Linked DNA regions of Mus musculus: region 2 is linked to region 1. The links are chromatin contacts, called in public HiChIP or PLAC-seq maps. All regions are on one chromosome and are shown on one strand. The core of a region is the stretch at or near the end of the contact, and the rest is flanking DNA. Distances in the headings are between cores, read along the strand shown.

What was found. HiChIP or PLAC-seq counts read pairs in DNA pulled down with a chosen protein or histone mark.
Region 2: a contact with region 1 is called in an H3K27ac HiChIP or PLAC-seq map of embryonic stem cells, with 8 times the contacts expected there. The contact joins two enhancer-like sites. A contact is called at or near these places in 4 of 39 promoter capture datasets (cranial neural crest, embryonic stem cells, hippocampal neurons and 1 more) and 1 of 115 datasets of contacts at active chromatin or transcription factors (embryonic stem cells).

What each region holds. Positions count from the first base shown.
Region 1 is chr4:53,861,046-53,868,467 of GRCm38.p6, forward strand. It overlaps Tmem38b (transmembrane protein 38B), which reads left to right. Exons shown (of 6, transcript NM_028053.2): 6 at 1-973. Among named protein-coding and RNA genes, the nearest start is that of Tmem38b, 39 kb to the left of the region's middle. Within about 2 kb of position 3,811, at least 13 of the 459 cell types and tissues checked have an H3K27ac peak or open chromatin away from gene starts, as enhancers often do. A contact at or near this core is called in embryonic stem cells, where this site is marked.
Region 2 is chr4:56,856,491-56,863,912 of GRCm38.p6, forward strand. All of the region lies in intron 1 of Ctnnal1 (catenin (cadherin associated protein), alpha-like 1), which reads right to left. Among named protein-coding and RNA genes, the nearest start is that of Ctnnal1, 5.0 kb to the right of the region's middle. Within about 2 kb of position 2,666, at least 16 of the 459 cell types and tissues checked have an H3K27ac peak or open chromatin away from gene starts, as enhancers often do. A contact at or near this core is called in embryonic stem cells, where this site is marked.

The DNA.
Region 1 (7,422 bases), core at 2,561-5,060:
TAATAATCCTGTGGTTGGAACCTGGGCTGTTTTGTGTCACCAGCTGGAGAGAGATAGTCTTCACATGTTGTATGTTTCTCCTGACTCAGTTGGTCTGAACAGGCTGGTGGCATGTCTCTGTGACTGAACAAAAAGTACTGTCATGGCTGAAACGGTGTCCTGCACCTCTTCCGGCGATCATTGCTTCACGAGTTTATTTGACTGTCTCTTCTTGCAAGTTTGCATTTGGTATCTCTGCTCAATAGATATGTGCGTGTATTTCTAGTTTTATCTGAAATGAAAGTTGTTTTCCTGTGAAAATGCTCAGCTCTCCTGAGGACTGTCTTCCCACATTTGATGTAAACCACAGAACCTAACCTTATGTGGCAGACTACTTGACTGAGACAATACAACATTAAACCTGCTGTCTCGTGGACAAAGTAAAAAGCAAGCAAGCAAACATACTAAGTGATAGATTCTATTTGCTCGATTTGGTGCATAACTGCCATGTTACAACATTACAGTTCTGTAGGATGACTTTCATCCTAAGGACGTGGGCCTGCCGTCTGTGTTAGGCATTTTTGGTTGGTTAAGAAGCACTTAAGTGATATTCAATATATAAAGTTTTCCTTTTTTGTTTTTTTTTTTTGTGTTTGTTTTGTTTTTCAGAACAGGGTTTTTCTATATAATAGCACTGACGGTTCCTTTTTTAATTTTTAGCAAACTTGCACACTTGCAGATACTTTACTTGATTAAGAAAAAGATTTTGAGTGGCACTTTTGATAACCTACGTACGAGAAAAATGCTTATTTTTGATATTGTGACAAAAAAGCACTAAATTGCATTTTCTATTATATATTTGACAATCTGTAGTTAAAAACTTTGCAAAATTAATATGTTATTGACCAGTTCTGGTTTTAACTGTAGTTAAAATGGTAAGAATCTTGTTTTTCATTTGTATTAAAAACAAATTCATTAAAATAAGTATTTTAGTATGCAAGGGGTATTCTTCTTCTTTTTTTTTTTTTTTTTTTGGTATTGTTTTGAGGAAGAAGTTCAGAGTTCTGTGTTATTTTGATACTCGTGACTCACAGTCTGAAGGGGACATGGCACTTGAGAATGGATTAGGCTTAAGACCTCCTACCCTGGATCTGCGCAGGCAGTCGACTCTCAGAGACCAGCTCTTTATTCCTTCCCTACCGGGAATCCTAGATGTGGTCCATAGGCCAGCTTCACACAGCCCAGTCTCACCTAGGGGAGCTCGGAAGCTGCTGGACCATGGCCCCCTGGGGGCAGTGATGGAGCCCCTAGCAGAATGTGCCTAAATACTTTCAACCCAGGTCACCAGATTCTTCATTCTTCCTTGCTGACAGTTTTCAGTAAGAGAGAGAGAGAGAGAGACCAGGTATGTGTTAGGTGGATTTCACTGGGAACTCGGACCAGTGGCCTTTCCAGACTGAGAGCAGTGAGGGAGTGAAGGGTGCACACCTCACTGGGTGCAATCTGTTTCTTTCAGCACACCGTGACTTTCTAATTAAAACGGACTTAAGGGAAAATATCTACTTCAAGTCACAAGTTGATTGCAATAGAGAAGAATGTTAAAAACTGAACCGTGTTTAAGATGTTTTGGAAGAAGAGGTAGAAAGACTGTAAGGTCCCCTCAGGAGGGGATGGATGACAGGGTACATGTCTTCCTGACCTAACAGGACTGAATTCAGAGACTGTCGGTGTGCACAGGGCCTGGAACTTTGAATGTAGTACAGACTGTTTGGAACTCCAGGCTTCCCCGTCCTGGTTTACGGTGTGCTGGGACTGCTTAGCTAACACAACTTATTCTTACTGTCCATCTTTTACATGAAGTAAAGTTGGTAAGTGCCTGTGCACCTCAGGATTCCTCCCTGTGTCTGTGCAGGTGTGCAGATGGAGGGTAGAGGTCACGGTTGGGGGTGTGCATGTGTGGGCATGGGTGTGCCATGGCGTGTGTATGGAGGACAGAGGACAACTTCCAGGAGTCTATTCTTTTTTTTTTTAAATATTTATTTATTATTATATCTAAGTTCACTGTAGCTGTCTTCAGACACACCAGAAGAGGGCATCCGATCTCTTTACAGATGGTTGTGAGCCACCATGTGGTTGCTGGGATTTGAACTCAGGACCTTCAGAAGAGCAGTCAGTGCTCATAACCTCTGAGCCATCTCTCCAGCACCCCCACCCCCAGGAGTCTATTCTTTTTCACCAGGTGGGTGACCAGGAGTGAACTTGGGTTCAGGCTTGGCAGTAAGTTCCTTTACCCCCTGAGCTGTCTCGATTCCCTAATCCTCTTTTTGAGATGAGGTCTCAGTTAACCTGGAGCTCACCAGGCCGACTACACTAAGCAGCAAGCCCTGCGATCCCTGGACTGGTATCATAGCTCTCTCCATAGGTGATGGGGATCTGAACATGGGTTCTCACTGCAAACACTATACCTACCACTCTACCCTCACCTCAGAAATTGAGTTTAAACAAACACCAATGGCTGTGAACTCCTGACCAGAACGTGAATATTACAAGGACTCCAGGGAATTAATATCCAGTCAATTCCTTCTCCCAAGGGACATAATATAAAAGGAATCTTAGCTCATGTAGCTATCTTAGAAACTTAACGTATTTTTAGACGCTTGTAACTTGTGTTTATCCAAAGCTCATAGTCTACTTAAGTTCCACCATTCAGTCACCCTGCTGATGAACATCAGGCTGTTTCTAACTTGGGGTGTTTCAAATAAACAATTATGAACACTTTTGTGCAGCTTTTGTTAATTATGTTCTTTTTGACAAATGGTAGAAGATATGGTGGATCATGCTTGATTTTATAAAAACAAAGCAACTTGTGTGTTTTCTTCCTCCCAAAGTGATTGTACCATTTAATGCTCCAGGACAGTGTCTTGAATGTTCTAGTTGATCTGTGTCCTTAGCCAGAGTCTCAGTATTGTCAACGTTTTAATTTTGCCCATTTCTAGGGGATGCTTTTTGGGGCCTGAGGCTTTCGTTACTCCGGCTAATGATTCTGAACACTTAGTGTCTGTTGACCATCTGACTGCCTTCCTCTGAATTATCTGCGCCCATGTGGAACCATGTTACCAGATAGACGTGAGAACTGGACAGGTTGAGTGAGCTCAGACCCCGGGAATCTGAGACCGGTAGGAGTGGAGCCGCTTCCTGCCTGTCTGTGCACCTTCTCCGGAACCATGACACCCCACTGCGGACTGGGATAGCTCCACGCCTTCAGCCAATGAGCTTCCCTTACTGGGTATTAATCCCTGGTTCACCCTGAATAAAGTGTGTTGTGTCTGGCCAGCCGACTACATGTTTGGGTTCTAGGCTGGAAAGGCATTTTGGAAACCTGGAAGAGAAGAAGGGCTAGGTGGGCAAGAAAATGATGCAGCTAAAACAGGCATTCTGATCAAAGCTCAACTTTTTATTTCCGACACTCATTTATGAAGAATGGGGAGGGACCGGATTCCCGCCAAATAATCTTGGAGTCCAGTTGCAGGGTGACCACGTGTATGGCTCAGTGGGCGTGGCAGAACGATTGAGCGGGAAGCTCCACCCCTGAGCAAGCAGGTTTCAGGCTGGGGGAGGGGAGACTACAAAAATGTATCCGTGTACATCCACCATCAAATAAATCAGTCTGAACAAGTAAGGACCGTCTCAGGGAACTGCCCCCTTAATGGATCTCTCCGGGGAAGTTCCTTGACTAAAGAGCTGGACCTGACTCCTGAGGAAGGCTTTCTTCCCTCCAGCCCCTCCAGGATTCTTGGCCACTGAGTCAGAGTGTGTCTGCTTCTCCCAGGCTCTGCCTCCGCTCTCCACCTGGAGGGTGGACGATCTAAGGGGAGGCATGGATTCTGGTTTCTGTCACTCAGCAATGTGCCGTGGCGCCTGGGCACCCACGGTGGAGAGGCAGAATGCGTATGGCACTAACATATTTTAATATATTTTCATGAACAATTTTTTTTGTGGGGGTGGTATCTCAAGGCGGGGTTTCTATATGTAGTCCCGGCTGTCCTGGAACTCTTTTTGTGGACCAGTTAGCCTCGAACTCACAGAGATCTTCCTGCTTCTGCCTCCCAAGTGCTGGGATTAAAGACGTGCATCCAGCTCCAGACTTCAAATTTTTAAAGACATTTAATTTTTACACATTTTCTTTTTATTGTTATTGCTCCTTTTTGATTCATGCTAAGAAGACACATGCCAGTCTGAGGAACCCCAAATAACAGTCTCTAGAACAGCTGTTCACCCGGGAGTGGCAACCCCCCTGGGGGCTGCATATCACATATCCTCCATATCAGCTATTTACATATAGTTCATAACAGTAGCACAATTACCATTATGAAGTAGCAACAAAATAATTTTATGGTTCGAGTTCACCACAACGCGAGGAACTGCTTTATTACTCAGGAAGTCACTCATGCCTTCCTGATGGCTCTGCAGACCTATGTAAGTGGCCACCTTTCCCGTGCTTGTGCTGTAGGCTTGTATCACAGGACAAGCTCAATGGCTTGGTCCTCTTTTAGAAGTCTCTCCTACCTACTTGTGGGGGTTTCTCCCACTTTTTCCTAGTTTCTCACTTTTCAAGTTCAAGTTCTCAGGTTTTTGTTTGTTTGTTTGGTTGGTTGGTTGGTTGGTTTTTTGTTGTTTTTTTTTTTTTTTTTTTTTTTTTTTGAGACAGGGTTTCTCTCTTCCTGGCTGCCCTGGAACTCACTCTGTAGACCAGGCTGGCCTCGAACTCAGAAATTCGCCTTCCTCTGCCTCCCAAGTGCTGGGATTAAAGGCGTACGCTACCATGTCCGGCTAAGTTCTCAGTTTTTAAAGAAATCTTAAAAAGCTTGCCTATACTTTTTGTATACCCAGTGAGAGTCCACATCTTCAATTTTCATTAATATGAGATAGTGACCTTGGAGCGACTCCCTCAGCTTGACCTTAGGTCCCAGTGGGATGTCTGGCATCTCAGGACCTTGAGTTATGCATAATTGGGCTGTGAACTTTGTAATTTATAGCATACTTTGAAAAGGTGGACAGGTTTTAGAAACAGGATTTTATAGTGAAAGGTTAATTTAACCAACAGTTGAAATCTTGTATGTAAGGTCATATACACATGTGTCCTGGGCACATCTATGGCAACAGATACTTGAATTTCACAAGAGGGGTGGGAGCTTGAGAAGTTAGTGTTCCTCGTTATACCATTTCATGTATTATGATTATTCTAATGGTGCTGTGGGGATGGTCTGCTAATAGAAGCCCTCAGTAGGGTATTCTGATAAGGGAATTCAATAATTCTATCATTTTAATCACATGTGTTACTCTTGGGTTCACGTCCCATGTCTGATCTTTCACCTTCTCAGTTGGATATGAGTCTCAAGAGCCTACATTATTCTTCCCTGTAATTGTTCAATATATATAGCCATGGATTTTGTGGTAATTAAACCTATTAAACAGAAAGCTCTCTTCTCCCTCCCTCTGATCTGTATGGTTTGTATAGTCCAGGAACTTCAGGGTTAGTCCAGTCTCCTTGACCTGACTGATGTTTTTTATGTTTCTCACAGTGAAGGATAAACACCAGAATCTTCTGATTAAAACTTCAGAAGTTCCAACCAGCCAAACCCATGGGAGGCTAGAATGATTTCACAAGCAATGATTACTCTGTAAAGGTGGCATTGGCTTGTGCCAGTAGGTTTTGAAGAAATAGCTGGTGGAATAAAGGAGTTGAGAAATGTTGGGACAGGATATGAGAGGCAGGAACAACACAGAGTTTTCTAGGACAATGCCAGGAAGTCTCCAAGAGGACAGCTGTTCCCTCAGCTGGCAGTTACCTGTAAGTACTGGATCTGGTACCAGTAGAGGTGTTAAAGGCCTCCTCCTGTACTTCAGTTGCTGCTAGAGTGCCAGGGTGTTTTCTCACTCACTGAGTCAGGGGCGATGGAGGGGCCTTGATTTCCCTGCACTTCTCAGCAACTGGCTGCTTCACTTAACAGCAGCCTCCAGGGTACACACCCAGAATCCGCATTAGCTCATCTTCATCCTCCGTGACTCCAGCAACAGGAGATAATTTGTAAGGCCATGAAACCACTGTCAATTTTGTTTGCTAATAGAGTATTTAGTTTCACTCTAATAGAGTATTTGGTCTGCAACCCTGCTCACCTCAGCCTCCTCTCCTTGTACTGGCCATACTCATCATTCCTACCTCAGGGTTTCTAGTCACACCCTCTACCTTTCTGAAATACTACTTTTTACTCCCAGATTTCTTACTTTTAGGGAACACGAACAAACTTGAGAGCCTTCTCAGAAAAGGGAAGAACAAATTCACAGCAGCCTGACTATCTCAAAATGCAACTGACAGATCACTAAGAATAGACACAAAATCACCTACAGAATTGTCAGGGCACACCCCTCAAAGAACACCACCCTGTTCCTGGAAGCGAAAGGAGATCAATTCAGGCAAGAATGAGAGAAAATCAAGGCAAGCATTCTCTTCTAGAAAGGGTATCATATCTTCAAAGGAACCTTTATCACATCTGCATTATGAATTTGTAATGGGTATCTAACATTCTGACTAGTGCACAGTTCAAAAGTATTTGTCTGGTTAAATAATCACAGAGATACCCACATAAGACCTAGACAACACTGGGACCATCAGCCTTTCATCCCAGATAGGGGAGGGGCTTTTAAGGCCACAGCCCTTCCTGAGGATGGAGGAGGCAAGGCTCTCTTTAGTGGTAAAGCTGTTGATAGCTACCGGTGTTCTAGTAAACACTTGCTACTCAAGCTCGTGCACGTGAGTTAATTCAACTCAATGGGTCATAGAATCAAAGCATACACAAAACAAAACAACCAAATCCTGAAAGAAAAACTTGTAAAAACACAGAAATATTTGGGAAAAAGAGGATTTAGTGGGAGAGGGAGGTGGATGACAGATGGTATCATCTCTGTGTGTGTGTGTGTGTGTGTGTGTGTGTGTGTGTGTGTGAAAATGGCCAAAATTCAATTATATACACGTACACAATAGGAAAAATTAAACATCACAGAGAATGTATTTTTTTAGAGTTATGGATTTTATTGCCTGCATGTGCCCATGGAATCCCGAAGAGAGCACTGGATGCCCTGGAACACGATTTACAGCTGGTTGTGATCCACCAAGAGGGTGCTGGGTGAATCAAACCTGGGTCCTTTGGAAGAGCAGCCAGTAGCCTTTTATATGGCTGCTGAATCATTATGTGGTTGGTTTGCTCCATAACATTTGTGTTAAGTCCTAACTGCACCCGTGGGTATGTCTTGCCACAGCCACACTGGTTATTATTGTCTTTCACAGGACTCAGAGCTGGGTAAACCAGATGAGGACCGTTTGCTCCAGCATCTTACCTAGAACCTTCCAGTAGTATGAAAGCTAGCCAGCAGGAAGGAAGCTTC
Region 2 (7,422 bases), core at 1,416-3,915, 3.0 Mb after region 1:
GTTTAAGGACTCTACGGTTTATTGTTCATCTGTGGGTCTGAGGTTTGAATAAGTCATCCCACATGCTGGGCTCTAGCTCAGTGTTGCTATTACAGCAACCCAGTCTAAGACACTGTGCTCATTAAATTCTGTATTTGCATACACTTACATTTTCCAATTATAAAAAACAGATCCTACAATTAGCTTAAAGCACTACCTATTGTTCGGTTCCCAAACAAGCTTTCTGCTTTCACTGCAAGAATCCTCCCCACGGCACAATTAGGTGTGGCCGCCTTCCTCTTACTGGCAGCATTCCGGAAAGTGCTCGTTCCAAACAGAGTCATTGAAAATCGATATTTAGAGGAGTTAAGTCGACCAATTCATAAAAATCCTTATTCAAATATCTACTTAAGTCCTAACATTTTCAAACTTTTAGAAAGTCAGCCTCAGGGCTGGGTGGCTGAGGGCACTTGGCTGTTCCTCCAGGAGACCTGAGTTCAGTTCCCAGGACCTCTATGAAGCAGTTCAGGACAATGTGTAACACTAGTGCCCAAGGATTTGACACCTCCAGCCTCCTGGGCACTTCTACTGACGTGTGCACACCCACAAGCAGACACAGACATCTACACGTAGTTAAAAATAGTAAAAATGAGCCGGGTGTGGTGGCTCATGCCTTTAATCCCAGCACTCGGGAGGCAGAGGCAGGCGGATTTCTGAGTTCGAGGTCAGCCTGGTCTACAAAGTGAGCTCCAGGACAGCCAGGAATATACAGAGAAACCCTGTCTTGAAAAACCAAAAAAAAAGAAAAGTAAAAATGAAGAGAAAGCACACATGTTGATTATTCCCAAAGCAAAAAAGATAAATACAGGAAAACCTCAAAGAAAAACCCAAAGTGTTCTATACTCCTGTGAACATCTTTGTTTAATTATTCCAATCCTGTTTTATGTACTTGACATACTTTTTGTTTGTTTGTTTGTTTTGTTTTGTTTTCTTTTTTTTTTTTTTTTTTTTTTGATTTATTTATTTATTACATGTAAGTACACTGTAGCTATCCTCAGATACTCCAGAAGAGGGAGTCAGATCTCATTACGGATGGTTGTAAGCCACCATGTGGTTGCTGGGATTTGAACTTCGGACCTTTGGAAGAGCAGTCGGGTGCTCTTACCCACTGAGCCATCTCACCAGCCCCTTGTTTTGTTTTCGAGACAGGGTTTCTCTGTGTAGCCCTGGCTGTCCTGGAACTCACTCTGTAGGCTGGCCTCGAACTCAGAAATCCACCTGCCTCTGCCTCCCGAGTGCTGGGATTAAAGGCATGCACCACCACTGCCCGGCTTAACATACTTTTATAAAATTGAGATTTCATTTTAATTTCCTTATACAAAATATAAGACTAAGATTTATTATGCATACGAGTACTAGTATGTATGTTTTGCATATATAAATTCATTTAATGCTTACATCCCTAACTTCCATTGGGTATCTACCTATTACTGTCTTCATTATACAGATAAAAAGCCTAAAGTTGGTAGAAGTTAAGAATATGCCCAAGGTCACAGAGCCAAGAGCTGCCAATCCTTTAATCACCACATCTCTCTTATCTCCTTGGCTTACTCTAAGGATGGAGGGGGCAACATAGAGAGCTCCCAAAGCCCTAATATGACAAATAGAAAAGTTAGCTATTACCCTTGAAAAGGAGGAAGAACAGTCAGAGGGACCACTAGCAGTTGCCCTGACAGACATGTCTATAGCACTGTCCTAGAAAATGCCTGAAAGAGCCAGAAGGCAAGAAAGTATTGGGGAGGGGGGTGAGTTGTGAAAAACTAGACTGGGAAAGAAAAGAATGAGGGCTTGTGTGAGACCACCTACATAAGGTGTCATGAAGGGCAAACAAGTATAGCCCAGCAGTTAGGGCCACGACTCCAACCGCTCTGCCTGGGTTTGTAGTCCTGGTATCAGCTAGTATGTAACTAGTTATCAGCCTCTCTGTAACAGCTCCCATCTGCAGGAAGGAGGCAATCACATGCTCAGGCTATTGTGTGAAATAAATGGGTGAATTAATTATTGTGCTTAAATTAGTGTCAGTTACACACTTCTGTTTTCTAGTGTCTGGGGGATATTCTGAATTTCTAGAACTGACATTAATACTTCATTGACAGGGGTGTTCCTGATCTACTTTGTGAAGAGGCACGAAAGCAAATAAAACAGGAAACTGGGAGGAAAGAAAATACAGAGTCCAACTCTCTAGGACCTAAATAGTCTAATAGCCAGTCGGGGATGGAGACATTCCTGCCCGGATTTAACTCATCAGTAAATTCTCAGAATTAAGAATGTAAAGTCGGCTGATTTGCCCTAGGGAACAACGTGAACCCGCACACACCATGCAAGGTCACATTCTTTCAAGGGGGCAGAGACAGGCACGTTCACTCCTTTAACTGCCTCATATTGTCATATGAATGTTCCCCTATCATTGCTGTCAAAGGCACGCTTGGATCCATTGCACCAACCAGCAAGAAGAGAAAGCCACTCATCTACTTACTACCTTCTCCCCCAAACCGAACTGAGATGAAGATTCTGAAATGCTCCCAAGGCAAAGAAAGAGATGGGATGAATGAAGTGATGTTATCCTAGCCGTGAAAAGGGTCCTGAGGGGAGGACTGGAGGAAAGCACACACAGGAAAAGCCTGAGGGCAGAATGACATTCCACACCAGGGTGGAGGGAGGCATCCTTCCTCCCTCCCCAGGATAAAGACACTATAGGAGTGGCTGGGTAACAGGAAAAAGAAATGAGTATTTTAAAAGGCGGGTGCTGTGCTACAGAAAACAAGCCGGGTTCTTAGCGTAGAGCCTTCTTTAGAAAGTTTAGATTTAAAAGTATGCAACATCAGGCCCCACTGCAGGGGGTACACACCTATACTCCTAGCACTGGGAGATGGAGGCAGGAGGGTGGTGAGTTTGAGTCCAGCCTAGGCTATGAAGATACCGGGTCTTAAAACACTAAGAGCTGGAGATGTAGCGCAGTGGTATAGTGCTTGCCTGGTTCCCATATGATTTTGGGTTTGGTCCACAACAGGCAAAGAGAGGGACAGTGTAGTGAGAATTCTGGACTTGTACTTTCTTTACAAAAAACATAGAAATAGGCTGGAGAAATGGCTCAGAGGTTAAGAGGACCTCAGTTCAATTCCCAGCCATGGTGACTCACAAACATCTGCAGTAATGGGATCTGATGCCCTCTTTTGGTGGATCTAAAGACAGCTACAGTGTACTCATTAAAAAACAAAAAACAAAAAAACAAAAAACAAACAAACAAACAAAAAACCAAGAAATATTATGACTGGTTAGCTCACTTGGTTAGAGTGTGATGCTAACAACACCAAGGTCAAGGGTTCGATCCCTGTACAGGCCACATATATCATATATTTGACCTGGGGGGGGGGGGGGAGGCCGGACAGTGGTGGTGCACGCCTTTAATCCCAGCACTTGGGTAGCAGAGGCAAGTGGATTTCTGAGTTTGAGGCCAGCCTGGTCTACAGAGTGAGTTCCAGGATAGCCAGAGATAGACAGAGAAAGCCTGTCTCAAAAAACAAAAACCAACAACAACAAAAAAAAGCACTGACTGCTCTTCCAGAGGTTCCAAGTTTGATTCCCAGCAACCACATGGTGGCTCCCAACCATTTGTACTGGGATCCGATGTCCTCTTCTGGTGTGTCTGAAGACAGTTACAGTGTACTCATATAAATATAATAAATAAATAAATCTTTAAAAAAAGAAATATTATAATATGCTTTCATATTAATCCTGGGTATGAGCATACGGGGCTGCTTCAGACTGTCCAAAGCAGCTGACTATGATTTGTCTCACGCTCTGTCAGGGGCATGGTTTTGTCAGCTGCAGAATAGTTTCTGCGGTTGTGTGATGTTTGGAATTCTGGGAACTTTTCAGAGGGTGTATAAATGCTAGGACCCCGAGAGTTGGTGGTTGTTCAGGGGAATTGGTTGTAGTTTGTTAGTAGTCATGCTCAAAGAAAGAAATGAGATTCAGATCTCTCTCTCTTCCGGACCCCCTTCCTTCCTTCCCTCCTATCTATTGATAGGGAGTGAAACCTAGGAAATAAAGGGTGGGAAAAAGAAGAACCCACAAAGTAGCAAAGGGAAGCAACAGAACAGACTTGCAGCTATGGCTCAGTCATTTTAATCATACATAGACTCTTTGGGGCTAAACATTCCACAATTAATTTAAACATCCTGTTAAAAGATTTTGGTAGTTTTTCATTTGGGAACTTCACAAGTAAAATGTTATTCATACTCGGATTCTATGTCTCAAATATTTGCAGGGGTTTCTCTGCACATATAGACAGGGGTTGAATTGCTAGGATAGTCATAGTATCAGCCTTTTTCTTAGACAGGGTCCCATTATGTCACTCAGGATGGCCTGTTACTTAATAATTCTTCTGCCTCAGCCTCATGTGTGCTGGGATTACAACCCTGTGCCATTATCCCATCCTCTAACTTCAGTTTTTCTTTTCTGAGTCAGGTTCTCAATGTGTAGCCTCTGTGGCTTGGAACTTGCTACATAGACCAGGCTGGTCTCCAAGTCTCACTGATCTGCCTGCCCCCAACTCCCAGTGCACTACATCTGGACTTAGGTAGGTAGAGTAAGCTCACACATCTTGCTTTACTTCTGACTGTTCTTGGTTCTTTGGTCTTTCATATACATTTTTAGAATTACTTTATCCAAATATTATCCCAAACTCTATGGAAAGTTTCATTGGAATTGCACTAAATTTACAAATCAATAGGAAAAGCTATGTCTTGAGTTTTCTATTGGTCTAGACATGAACATAGTACTTTTCTCTCAGTCTACTTTGACTTTCTCCATAATCTGATAGCTTTCTTTGCTATATACTCATGCAAATCCTTCTAGTAACCTCTTGTTTTAATATCTTACTATAACTGGTATTTTAATGTCTTTTAAAAATTAATGTAGACAAATGCAACCATTCATAGAATGTATATTCCATGAATGTACTATTTCTATATTGATAATTCTAACACAACGGGGCTCCTGATTTTTCTTTTTGTATCTCTGCACCTTTTGTTGATTCTTGTCTCATAGAAGGCCTGGGATTTCCAGCATCATTTCAACAGGTCTGTGATAGCAGGTACCAGTTCTTGTCTCTGCCTTTTAAAAATAAATGTATCTTTAAAGTTTATTGTTGCTATAATGTTTCCTGTAGATATCCTTATCAGCTAAGAAAGGCTTTTCCAGCAATATGTTATGTTCCCTTATCAGCTAACATGGGTTGTTCCAGCAATATTTTTAGAATGTGTGTGTGTTTGTGTGTGTATGTGCGCGCGTGCGTGTTATGTGTATACATTAGACAAGCACTCTTATCACTGATCTGCATCCCCAGCAAAGGACAGCATTTCCTACTTGTAGTTTACAAAATAATTTGTTATAATTAGAAGCTGAATGAAAATGAAGGTTCTTTCTGTATCTATTGCAGTGAAAGTATTTCATTTCTAATCTGTGAAGACAGAAAACTCTACAGATTTTCTGATGCTGACAAGGCCTTGTTTTTCTAGAATAAGACCTAAAAGTCAAGACTTTCACTGGGAAAATCGGCAGTGAATCAACACAAAAATAACAGCTATCTACCACACATTGGGTGATGCTAATCTTACTTGTTTACCCCAAACCTTGTCTCCTTCACAGTGTCCTCCCTGATTCAACATCTGAGCTCTAGGAGCATGCATTATTGATAAACTCATCGGATACTTTATACGTGCTTGCTATCCTGTACACACTCTACCTACCAGCTAAAATATATGCCCTTTAAAGAGCGGCAACTATAATAAATTCTTAATTCAAGTACTTAAAATATCCTTAGGGAGATGTGGAAATTAGTGGATAAGAATAACAGTGCTGTATCCTTAGAAGAGAAACTCTTTTTTTTGTTTGTTTGTTTTTTTTGTTTTGTTTTGTTTTTCGAGACAGGGTTTCTCTGTATAGCCCTGGCTGTCCTGGAACTCACTTTGTAGACCAGGCTGACCTCGAACTCAGAGATTCACCTGTCTCTGCTTCCCGAGTGCTGGGATTAAAGGCGTGCGCCACCACGCCCGGATAGAAGAGAAACTCTTGAGCATGTGAGTTTTCCAGAGGGCTGTCCCCACCCCACCCCGAGCCCCAAACTCAGAGGGGGAGAGAAGAGAATAAGAGGGTGAGAGGACGAGGAGGAGGAGGAGGAGGATGACGATGACGACGACGATGACAAGGAGGAGGACGTGGAGGAGGAGGAGGAGGAGGAGGAGGAGGAGGAAGAGAGAGATCCATGTGAGTCAGGCTGGCCCCAAACTCCACTTCCTGAGTGCAGAGTTTACATGAACTGCCATAGCTTATGTGATGCTGGGGGTCACATGTATAAAAACTGAGCTATGTCCCCAGCTCCAGTTTTAATATCTTAAACTCAGTGAAACTTTGAAATCAGTCTAAATTGTCTTTATGTACTTCCATACTTTGTCAGTCAAGCACCCTAACCATGCTTTATGCATCTCTTGATACTGTGAGGATGGTCTGTCGTTATGCACATCGGTCATGGAACTGTGGCACCGCCACAACTGTGGGACACAGAACCTCAACCGTGATGCTGAATAAGGCATCACGTACCAAACGGGGAAGGGCATTTTTCCCCTCCAGTTAATTTTTAGCAGCAAATTACACTTTTCCTCTTCTGCTCTCTTGCTTTAGAATAAAAAACACAGCTCCATAGTACTGGTAAAAACACAGCTCCATAGTACTGGTAACGTTTTAGCAATGATACTATACAAAGTTACTGTTTTTTCAGACTGCAGCTCTCTGGATAGTTTTTCTACACTGGAACTTTTTTTTTGTAACTACTCTGCCCTGCTCACATCACCTCCTCTTATCTCTAGAAGGGACATGGGGGTGGCTAAAAAGCAGACAGACTACTGGAGGCAAGCTACCTGGATTCAAACCCCTCTTGGGCATTTAAGAGTTGAAATTCCTAACATCAGGTTAGCTGATCTAACTAACGGTCCACTTCTTCATCTGCCTTCTGAGAGAAACAACCCCACACCTCACCTCAGGGGTGGCAAGAATTAAATGAGTTAGCACTGGCAAACTTCTAGTACTAAGGAGATGGGTAAAGCCTAATCCGCCTCTAGCCCATCACTCTCATCTCTCTCCATTCCTCGCCACTTATGGGGTGTGGTTGTTCTGGTGATGGGGAGTTCGGGGAAGTCTCCAGGGTGGAAGGAGATGTAAGTGCTAGAAAGGAAATGGCGGCTCTTCCATGCATGCATGCATTACTCAGGAAGACAGAAAGCCACAGAGTGCCAGGTATAGTCACCATTGCTCCATTAATCACAGGATGCAGGGAGGAAAATGGGGATATTTACTTCATTAGCATTAGAAGAATTTCAGAAG